2 separate regions of the Gossypium hirsutum genome follow, and region 1 is linked to region 2. A link is a contact called in public Hi-C data. All regions are on one chromosome and are shown on one strand. Each heading gives the region's core, a stretch centred on a gene start, on an enhancer-like site or on the middle of the called end of the contact. The rest is flanking DNA. Distances are from core to core; before and after follow the strand shown. Region 1 has its middle 13 kb from the start of LOC121212761. Region 2 holds the start of LOC107894978 (zinc finger CCHC domain-containing protein 7).

The links. Hi-C and Micro-C count contacts between places; a contact is called where the count stands out from the background.
Region 1: a Hi-C map of leaf shows a contact between it and region 2, with 2.0 times the contacts expected there. The contact joins the enhancer-like site here to the promoter of LOC107894978 in region 2. A contact is called at or near these places in 2 of 34 Hi-C or Micro-C datasets (both in leaf).

What each region holds. Positions count from the first base shown.
Region 1 is chrA13:50,189,610-50,194,463 of Gossypium_hirsutum_v2.1, forward strand. No RefSeq gene overlaps it. Among protein-coding and RNA genes, the nearest start is that of LOC121212761, 13 kb to the left of the region's middle. Within about 2 kb of position 3,047, at least 5 of the 9 cell types and tissues checked have an H3K27ac peak or open chromatin away from gene starts, as enhancers often do. A contact at or near this core is called in leaf, where this site is marked.
Region 2 is chrA13:49,596,805-49,601,321 of Gossypium_hirsutum_v2.1, forward strand. It overlaps LOC107894978 (zinc finger CCHC domain-containing protein 7), which reads left to right and starts at 1,863. Exons shown (of 7, transcript XM_016820133.2): 1 at 1,863-2,383; 2 at 3,482-3,634; 3 at 3,729-3,890; 4 at 4,399-4,517. The coding sequence starts at 2,030.

The sequences.
Region 1 (4,854 bases), core at 1,797-4,296, 590 kb after region 2:
GTATATAACACACTTGTAAGTAACATTATCTATAATTTTTACTATTTACTTATATGAATATTCAAGCTGTCCATCTGTGTCATAGTCACTAAATTATTTTTATCTTGAGATACAAAACTCCGAATTAAGATCCACTAATTTTACCTGAAACTAGACTCATGTATCTTCTTACCATAAAATTTTCAAATTTTTTTGTTTAACCAATAAGTACAGTTATTCTTTAAATTCACCATTGTTCTGTTGTCTGACAGTTCCAACCCTTCTTCACTAAAAATTAATTATCTCCTCGTACAAGATTCGAATAATGTTTTTGTTTATTTCTCTTGAAAATATACTCATTCAGAATTCTAAACATATAAATTTAAGTCTCTAATTATTTTTCTTAAATTTTTGATGATTTTCCAAAGTTAAAATAGGGGAACCCAAAATCATTCTGACCTTATCTCATAAAATTTATTATATCTCATGATTTACAATTCCATTGCTTACATTATTTCTTCTATAAGAAACTAGACTCAATAATCTTTAATTTCATATTTTATTCATCCTCTAATTTGATTTCTAGAATTTTTGGTGATTTTTCAAAGTTAGACTACTGCTGCTGTCCAAAATAGTTTTAATGCAAAATGTCGATTTCCATTTTACCCCAAATTTCACAATTCATACAATTCAGTCCTTGCTCAATTAACCCCTCAGTTGAGCTGATTTTTCTCAGTTAATACTTTAGTCTATCATTTTAACTACTTCATAACCCCTGAAAATCAGAACTTTAGCACTAGATCGTAATTCCAAACTCTTTCATAATTAGGTCCTAAAATCAATTTCCATCAATTTTACTTGATAAAATCATCATACATCAAAATTAAAGCTTCAATTCTATATTTATTCATCATATACTTCCAGCACTCATCCATAGCAACTTTAAAAATTAGCCATGGAATCAAAAACTAATGACATAGTGAGTTGGACCCAATTGTAAAAGTCAAAAATCTTAAAAATTTCAAGGAGAAAGCAAGAATTAAACTTACATGAAGCTAGAGTATGAAAACCAGCTTGAACCCTCTTCATGGCTGTTTTTCAGTTGTTGAAAATGAAGAGAAATGAAGAAAATTCTAGATATTCCATTCTAGTCCCCTTTTTATTTAGTAAATTTTGTTATTTTTCCATTTTACCCTTATTTCCTCAATTTTCTTGATTTTTCTTGCTTTTGCGGCCCAAAGTATCTCCTTTAGGCTTATTTTCACTTTAGGTCCTTCCTCATTTGATAATTGAGCTATTTAATCCTTCTAGTAACTTTTACATCTTTTTCAATTTAGTTCTTTTTATTTAATTAATCACCCAAACGTCAAAATTTTCTAACAAAATTTTAATACTACCTTATTGACACTCCGTAAATATTTATAAAAATATTTATGGCTGGGTTTATAATACCGAGATCTCGATTCTTTTTTTTCTTAATTTTTTGACCAAATAAATCTTTATAAAACACAATTTACTATTTCAAAAATGTTTTAAAAGCTACATTTGGCTCATAAATATTAAATAATATAATCTAAGAGTTCATTTTTCATATTTGGTGGTCTCGAACCACTATTTTTGACATCGTTGAAATTTGAGCTATTAGAATTATTATCAACTCAATCCTTATAAATCATATTTGATTCTTATTGATAATCCTTGGATGGAGGAAATTTCACTTTTACGGTTTTCTCAACAAAAATAGAAAATTTACAATTTAATTCTTGAACTTTCAAATTTTTCTAATTTTGTCCCAAAGTGATTTTCATTACTCCAATACATATTCCAAATTATTTCCAAACCAAATAATCAATAATAATTCATCTTTTCTCTTTTTGATAAATTTACATTTTAATCCTCTAACTTTTTAGAATTTACAACTTGGTCCCGTTTTACCCATTCTCACATCCATAGTTCTTTTTATTGATTTCCACATCCAATTATCAATTTTTATTTTATAAAAATTATTCATTCCCAATTTTCCCAAAAATTCACTAAATTTATTCTCGAAATAATGTCATATATCTTATAAAAAAATTCTAGGGTATTACAAATATTTGATATACTATTTTTTATAATAGAAACATGAGAAATATAATAAAAAATTATTATATTTACATGGATTTGAACCAATGTAAGAGATTTTGATATTTAAAAATTGTTTAAAAAATAATATATTTGTGTTTAAATCTAATAAATTTAAAACAGAGTGAATTCATTAAGTAAATTTAAAGCTTGTTTTCAACTTTTTTTAATTTTATAAAATATTTTTAATGAAAATAATGAAAGCAAATTTTTATTATTTTTTAATTTTCACATATTTTCATTTTTAAAAATCATTTTTCAAATTTTGAACCTAATTTGTTTTCCTTTTTCTAAGAATTCGAAAACAAAAATGGTATCAATTTCTTGAAACCGTGGTTTCTGGAATTTTTTTTTCATTTTTTATTTTTTAAAAATTAAAAAACATATTTAATAAATATAAATAAAAATTTGTTTTCAATAATAAAAACATGTTTGGTACCTAATTTTCTATAATAGAAGCATAAGAACTAAAAAAAAACTACATTAATATAGATTCAAACCATATACCAAATTTAAATATTTGAAAAGCTATTAAAAAAGAATATTTTTATGAGTTTGAAATAGGATCAATTTATTTAAAGTTAAAAATACCCTTGTTTTCATCTTTTTTAGTGAAAGTAATAAAAAAACTTTCAGTTGTTTTTTAATTTTCACATATTTTTTACAAGAATTGTTTTTAAAATGATTAATCAAACTTGTTTTTCTTAGTGAAAAAAAAAAGTGTAGATACTAAAATAGGAAAACGCAAATATGTTACCGTCGATAATGTTACTGGAAGAACAAGAAATGAAGAAGAAAGAAGTAGGAGAGGAAGAGATAAAAGCAGTTGAGACAAGAGAACCAAGAAGGGAGAATAATTAAGTTTTTCATAATACCCCTCATGTCTGTCATACGGGGTTAAAAGAGTGCAGCACAAACAGACAGACAGTTGTCAATACAAACAGGGTAAAACTCACCGTTTAAAGAAAATAAAACAGACAAACGCAGCGTTTGACGCATGATAATTAGAAATTAAAAATAGTGTGAAATAAACAGAGTTGAAACCGTGGCCTTCCATTTTGGTCGGTATCAGTTACTCCCTTCTCGAACAGGATCCTTGTCCTCAAGGATCAAAATTAGGATACCGCTTCTGTAGCTCTTGTAGATCCTCCCATGTTGAGTCTTCAGGGTAGGTGTTGAACCATTCAACTAGCACCTCTGTTGCCGCATGATTGCCCTTCTTAACCATTCTTCTTTCTAAGATTCTTGATGGTTCTTTGTCGAGGGTACCATCAGTCCCTACTACAGGCAGCATAGGCGAAGGTGGTGTCTTACCGATGTGCCTTTTGAGCTGAGAGACGTGAATGTAGGGTGAATTCCTGATCCCAGTGGCAAAGTTAGTTTGTAAGCAACTGAACCCACTTTGGCTTCCACAGGCAAGGGTCCAAATTATTTAGGTGACAGTTTGTGATTCTTTAGCTTTCGGAGTGTGTGTTTTCGGTATGGCTACAACCTAAGGTATACCCAATCTCTAATTTCAAAACTCCTATCCGACCTCTTCTTGTTGGCAACCTGTCTCATTCTCTCTTGAGCTCTCTTCAAATGAAAGTGATGAAGCCTCCTCATAGCTTCTCTATTTTGCAAGCTTCGATCTACTATAGCTACATTGGAAGAACCAACTAGATACGGTAAGTGTAGGGGTGGGACTTGGCCATAAAGAGCTTCATATGGAGTGGTTTGAATCGCTGAATGGTGTGTACTGTTATACCACCATTCAGCTAAGGGTAACCATTGTACCCACTCCTTAGGACATTTACCAGCCATGCATCTTAGATAGCCTTCTAGGCATCGGTTCAGAACCTCAGTCTGTCCATCCGTTTGGGGATGATATGCTGTCGATAAACACATTTAGACCCCAACCTTCTAAAGAGTTCTTGCTAGAAATTGCTCACAAATATTTTGTCCTTATCCGACACGATTGTCTCAAGAATACCATGTAGCTTATAAACATGTGTCAAGTATTCTTGGGCGACAGTGATGGCTATGAAAGGGTGTGAGAGGGGTACGAAATGCCCATACTTTGTGAGTCTATCGACTATCACTAATATGGTGTTCTTGTTGCGGGAAGTAGGTAACCCTTCTATGAAATCCATGCTGATAGCTTGCCATGCACGAGAGGGGATGGGTAGGGGCTGTAGGAGACTAGGAGAGGCTGCCAAGTCTGCCTTGCACCGTTGAAAAATAGGGCATTCCCTAACCCATTTCATTATATCCTTAGCTAGACCCTTCCAGTATATCTATCCGGACATTCTAACCTTGGTAGCATGTGCTCCTGAGTGACGTCCCAATGAGCTACTATGAAAACTTTCGAATAGCTCCCTCCTAAGGCTTTCATCATTCCCTACGACTGCCTTCCCTTTTCTTCTTAATATTTGACCATCCCATGAGTAATTCGGGTGCCTCTGAGGGTTGTCTTGGAGCTCGATGCATAGTTGTTGCAGCTTGGAATCAACTAAGACAGATTTCACCACTTTTTCCCATAATTCTGACCATGAAATGCTCCCTATACATTGTAACAATTGTCCCGTTGATTCTTGAGATTTTCTGGATAGGGCATCAGCTACCAACTTTCATGCACCCCTCCTATACGTGATGTAGTAGTCATATCCCAGCATTTTGACTACCCATTTTTGCTGGAATGGGGTAGTAGCTTGTCGATCTACTAAAAAATTCAGACATTGGTGATCAGTCCTAATTTGAAACCTCATCCCA
Region 2 (4,517 bases), core at 613-3,112:
TTGAATTTTTTTATAATGTTGTGGGCCAATTTGAGTAATAGAACAATAAAAAAAATTTAGATACTAAAGTAAGAAAATATGCACTGTTTGGGGCTGAATTCAGCATTAAACCTTTATTTAGGTAAGGAAAAAGTAAAGGGAGTTGAGTATTTTTGCTTCCCTTGAATTACTTAATTTTTATTTACCCCAATTTGAAGGAAAAGTTAGAGAATGGAAATTAAGATTTCTGAAATACCATTTTTATTTTATTACTTTTTACATAAATTATTTTACCCAAATGATTATATTAACACTTTAGGGTGAAAATTTTTATTTTAATAGATAAAATTTTGTTGGCAAGATGATATTATTCATTTAATTTTTTTTAGATCTATTACTAGAAACGATAAACACCCAACAAAAGTCACAATTTAGGTCCAAAGTTATTTATTTAATATGTAAATTAAAATTCAATTGTAATTTAAACTACAATAAAAAGCGTTGGGTTGGTGTTAAAAATTAATTTTAAAATAATTTAATAATTATAAAATTATATTAATAAAATAAAACGAATGGTACTGGAAACAAACATTATTCTTTAGAACGTGTTTGAAAAACCACTCATTAATTGGATTTGAATACAATCACTTGTAATTACATATATTTAGTATGTTTAAGTAACCCATAAAATTGAAATATTAAATAATTTATTAAAATAATAAATTATATTAATAATTATTATATGATTAAATATAAATAATTAAATATATTTTTTAATAATATTAAAAATATAATATTTTAATAATTTTTAAAAATAAAATAAAAATTTATTTTATATATGTAATATTAAAAAACAAAAAGGGCACGTGACACATTCTAATAGAGTCATGTAGACTGTCAACGATAGTTAACAGATGGTCAATGTCAATTAACAGTAGTCAACGCAAGTTAATGGTTTATCAAAGTCAAAAGTTTTTTTAATATTTAAATATTTAAATACTTAATAATATAATTTTTTAATTTTTTAATTTAAATTTAGTGTTTTTATTTTAAATAAACTAATTGTCATGTGACACATTTTGCTTGACACCAAATGGTAACTAATTTTTTTAATGCTATTAGAAAAATTGAACTAGATAATGGAATGATAGTTTAAGTATAGATCTGAAGCAAAAAATTTAGGTACTAAAATGAGAAAGTAAGACGTCGTTAAGCCTAAAATTAAATCTAAAGCAATTAATGACATTAGTTCGGGAAAAAAATTAAATATAAAGGGCAAGTGACACATTCTAATAGAGCCATGTAGACTTTCAACAACAATCAACGACTGGTCAATGTCGATTAACAGTGGTCAATGCAAGTAATGGTTTATCGAAGTCAAAGATTTTGTTAATATTTAATAATATAATTTTTAAATTTAAATTTAGAGTGTGTTTTGATGAGCAGTGTGTTTACTTGCAGTTAATGTAAAAATAACAGTAGCAGTGAGATTAGATACTGTAACGACATTGTAGCGTGAGACAAAAAGTAAGTTAAACGCACCACATCACATCACACCGAATCACTCATCCAAACCTACCTTTAATGCTTTTATTTTAAATAAATTAATTGTAACTAATACATTCTGGTTGGATGTGCGACTTGCACATTTTGATGGACATCACATTGTACTTGGTTTTATTAATGCTGTTAAAAAGAATTCAACCAAATAATGAAATAATAGTTTAAGTAAGTAGCAATCTGAAACAAAAAATTTAAATATTAAAGTGGGAAAGCAAACTGAGTCGTTAAGCCTAAATTTAAATATAAAGCAATTAATGACACCAGTTTGGGAGAAAATTTAAATATAAAGCCCATAAATGCTGGATTTTTTGGGGCTAACTGGCCCAACTGTCTTTTTCAAATTTCAACCGCTAAATCCAATGACAGTAAAGGTCAAACAAAATAAAAACCCTAGCTTTCGTGGCACCGTTTAGGATATTTCCCTGCAGTTGCAGAAAACTGCAAACCCTAATTATCAAGAAAATTGCATTCCCTACAAAAGATCTTCATGGCGAAGAAGGGCAAGGCCAAATCAGCAAAATTTGAGATCGAAGAGAACGAATCGGGACCATTAGATTCGAAACCATTGATGGTACTAAGCATTAGTGACGACGAGGAAGCCAATGAAGACCTAAGCTTGAAGATCGTGGAGAAAGCACTATTGGTGAAAGCGACGAGGTTTAGTGAAGGATGCCACGGCGTTTCCGATGACCCAGGCGTCGTTTCTGTGGTGGGTTTGGCTTCGTCGTCACGCGGGGGATCTGATGTAGCTGGTACCAGTGGTGGCCGTGAACAGGCAGATTTGGATTTGGAAAGTAAGAAAATTGTTAGAAGGAAAAAGAAGAAAACGAAAACTGAGAAGGTTAAAATTCTGTTTTTGTTGTTTCTTCAGAAATGATTGTTTTGATCCAATGTGCTGCTCGGAGAAAAAAATAATGTAGTTGAAATTTATTTAAAAGTAATTTTTTTACTACAGAGAGTTGATGAGATGATACAAGTAAAGAATCATAAATTTGTGGAACTTTTAATATGATTTGAAGTGTTGTAAATATAGATAGGCTTTGGGATTTACGATTACTGTTTCAAATGAGGGATCCTCTATGCTTGTTTGCTATGATAATTTGAATTCCAGCTCGTTCCGCTTAGTTATTTGGTCAAACTATTTATTGAAGAATTGTTGGATAAGTCTTGTTGAATAAATATTTTCTGTTTGTTGGGTTAATAAGTTCTTGGTTTTTGTTCTGTCTCCTTCTCCAAGCTCGTTATGGGAGGTCTTCTTTACCGAGAAAACTTGACCTTTTCTCTTTTCCTGCAAACTTCTATCAGGAACCGGCCTCTTTTTTGATTTTTCCCTGTCTTTATTATTATTATTATTTATAGAATGCCTGCTATAGATTACAGTTCTTTGGTAATGCACTGATGCCCGAATTTGTGGTGGTTATTCACATTTTAGGGTGTGCAAGAATAAGGCAATCAAGGGGCGCCCTAGTTAGTGCTATAGTATGCACTTTCAATGTTTATTTCAGTATCTCATAGATAGTGGAGATATCAAGTAATTTGATGAAATGAAAGAAGTGTAAAGAGGGTGACCTTACCTTCAGGGAGACTATCTTGCCTTTGGGTACTGATATTAATCTTATCACTGGGTAATTTATGGGCATAAAAAAGAGTTTCTGCTAGGAAAATGAAGGAAAGGAATCGTACTTTTGTTGTACTTCATAATTCCAATAATGCAACTCTGGTATGTTGGACTTGGCTTCAAAAAATAGTTAGAATTGGACTTTTAACTGTCAAGATTGCTTTTATTTCTGTTATGGTTTTCGTCACAGCTGGTTATGTATTGGTTTTTTTTTCTCATTGAGTGTGTTGTTGAATAAATGTTGTACTGGATTCAATCTTGCAGCATGTTATATGGCTAACTTTTTATCTAATTTTGCAATCTCTTTTGTTATTGCACCAGGTCACAGTTGCAGAGGATGGAAATAAAGCTGAGATGATAGAGAAGGTTGAGACAGTTGAGGAGATTATTATGGCTAACGATGTAGAGACTGTTGAATCTCTTGACTCAAATACTGTAGACAAATCTGACAATATTGTACTCCGGAAGCTTCTTGTGAGTTTAAATATGTTCTTTGAACTGTGGTTTAGAAGAAAATTTCCCTTTGGTGGATTGGTTTTCAGCATCTCTTTGTTATTTATTCTATCAGCGGGGGGCGAGATACTTTGATCCTCCAGATAGTGGTTGGGGAACATGCTATAATTGTGGTGAAGAAGGGCACATGGCAGTGAACTGTAAATCTGCTTCAAAGCGGAAGAAACCATGCTTCCTTTGTGGGAGTTTGGATCATGGGGCTAGACAGTGCTCAAAGGTATGAACGGGAAGACTGATGTTTAAATTATTACAATATCTTTTAACTTCTAGCTTTCTGTTGAAGTTAATATCTTTTCTGAATTGTGCTGTGCCCTTTTTGGGTTGGAAGTGGGTGGGCCGTTTATGTTAATTTTTTTTATCTATTCATAGGTAGGAAATGAGTATTTTTGAAGTTACTACAATTTTCATTCCTGGAAATGGTGGACATGCTTATGTGTTGCCTTTATAAAATAAGATGCTTAACACACTGGTGATATTACAATGATAAACTTTAGTGGTTAAGCAGGTACCTCCTTGTTTTCTAGTAGGCTTTAGCTCTTTGAAGGGTCTGTAGATCCAATTGTGGATGCATCATTTACCTATCACTTCTTTATGCCTTTCCTCTAATTGTTTCATTTTCAAATAGAAATTATAAAGTGGTCCTACCAGTGATTGTTAAAGCATGTTTTGAAAATTTTAATTGGGGCATTAGTATTGGTGTGCTTGTAATTTTAATTTCTTTGTAGACGCAAGATTGCTTCATATGCAAAAAAAGTGGTCACCGTGCAAAGGATTGTCCAGACAAACACAACAGTGGCTCAAAGCATGGTAGATTTTGTTTAAGATGTGGAGGTTCTGGGCATGA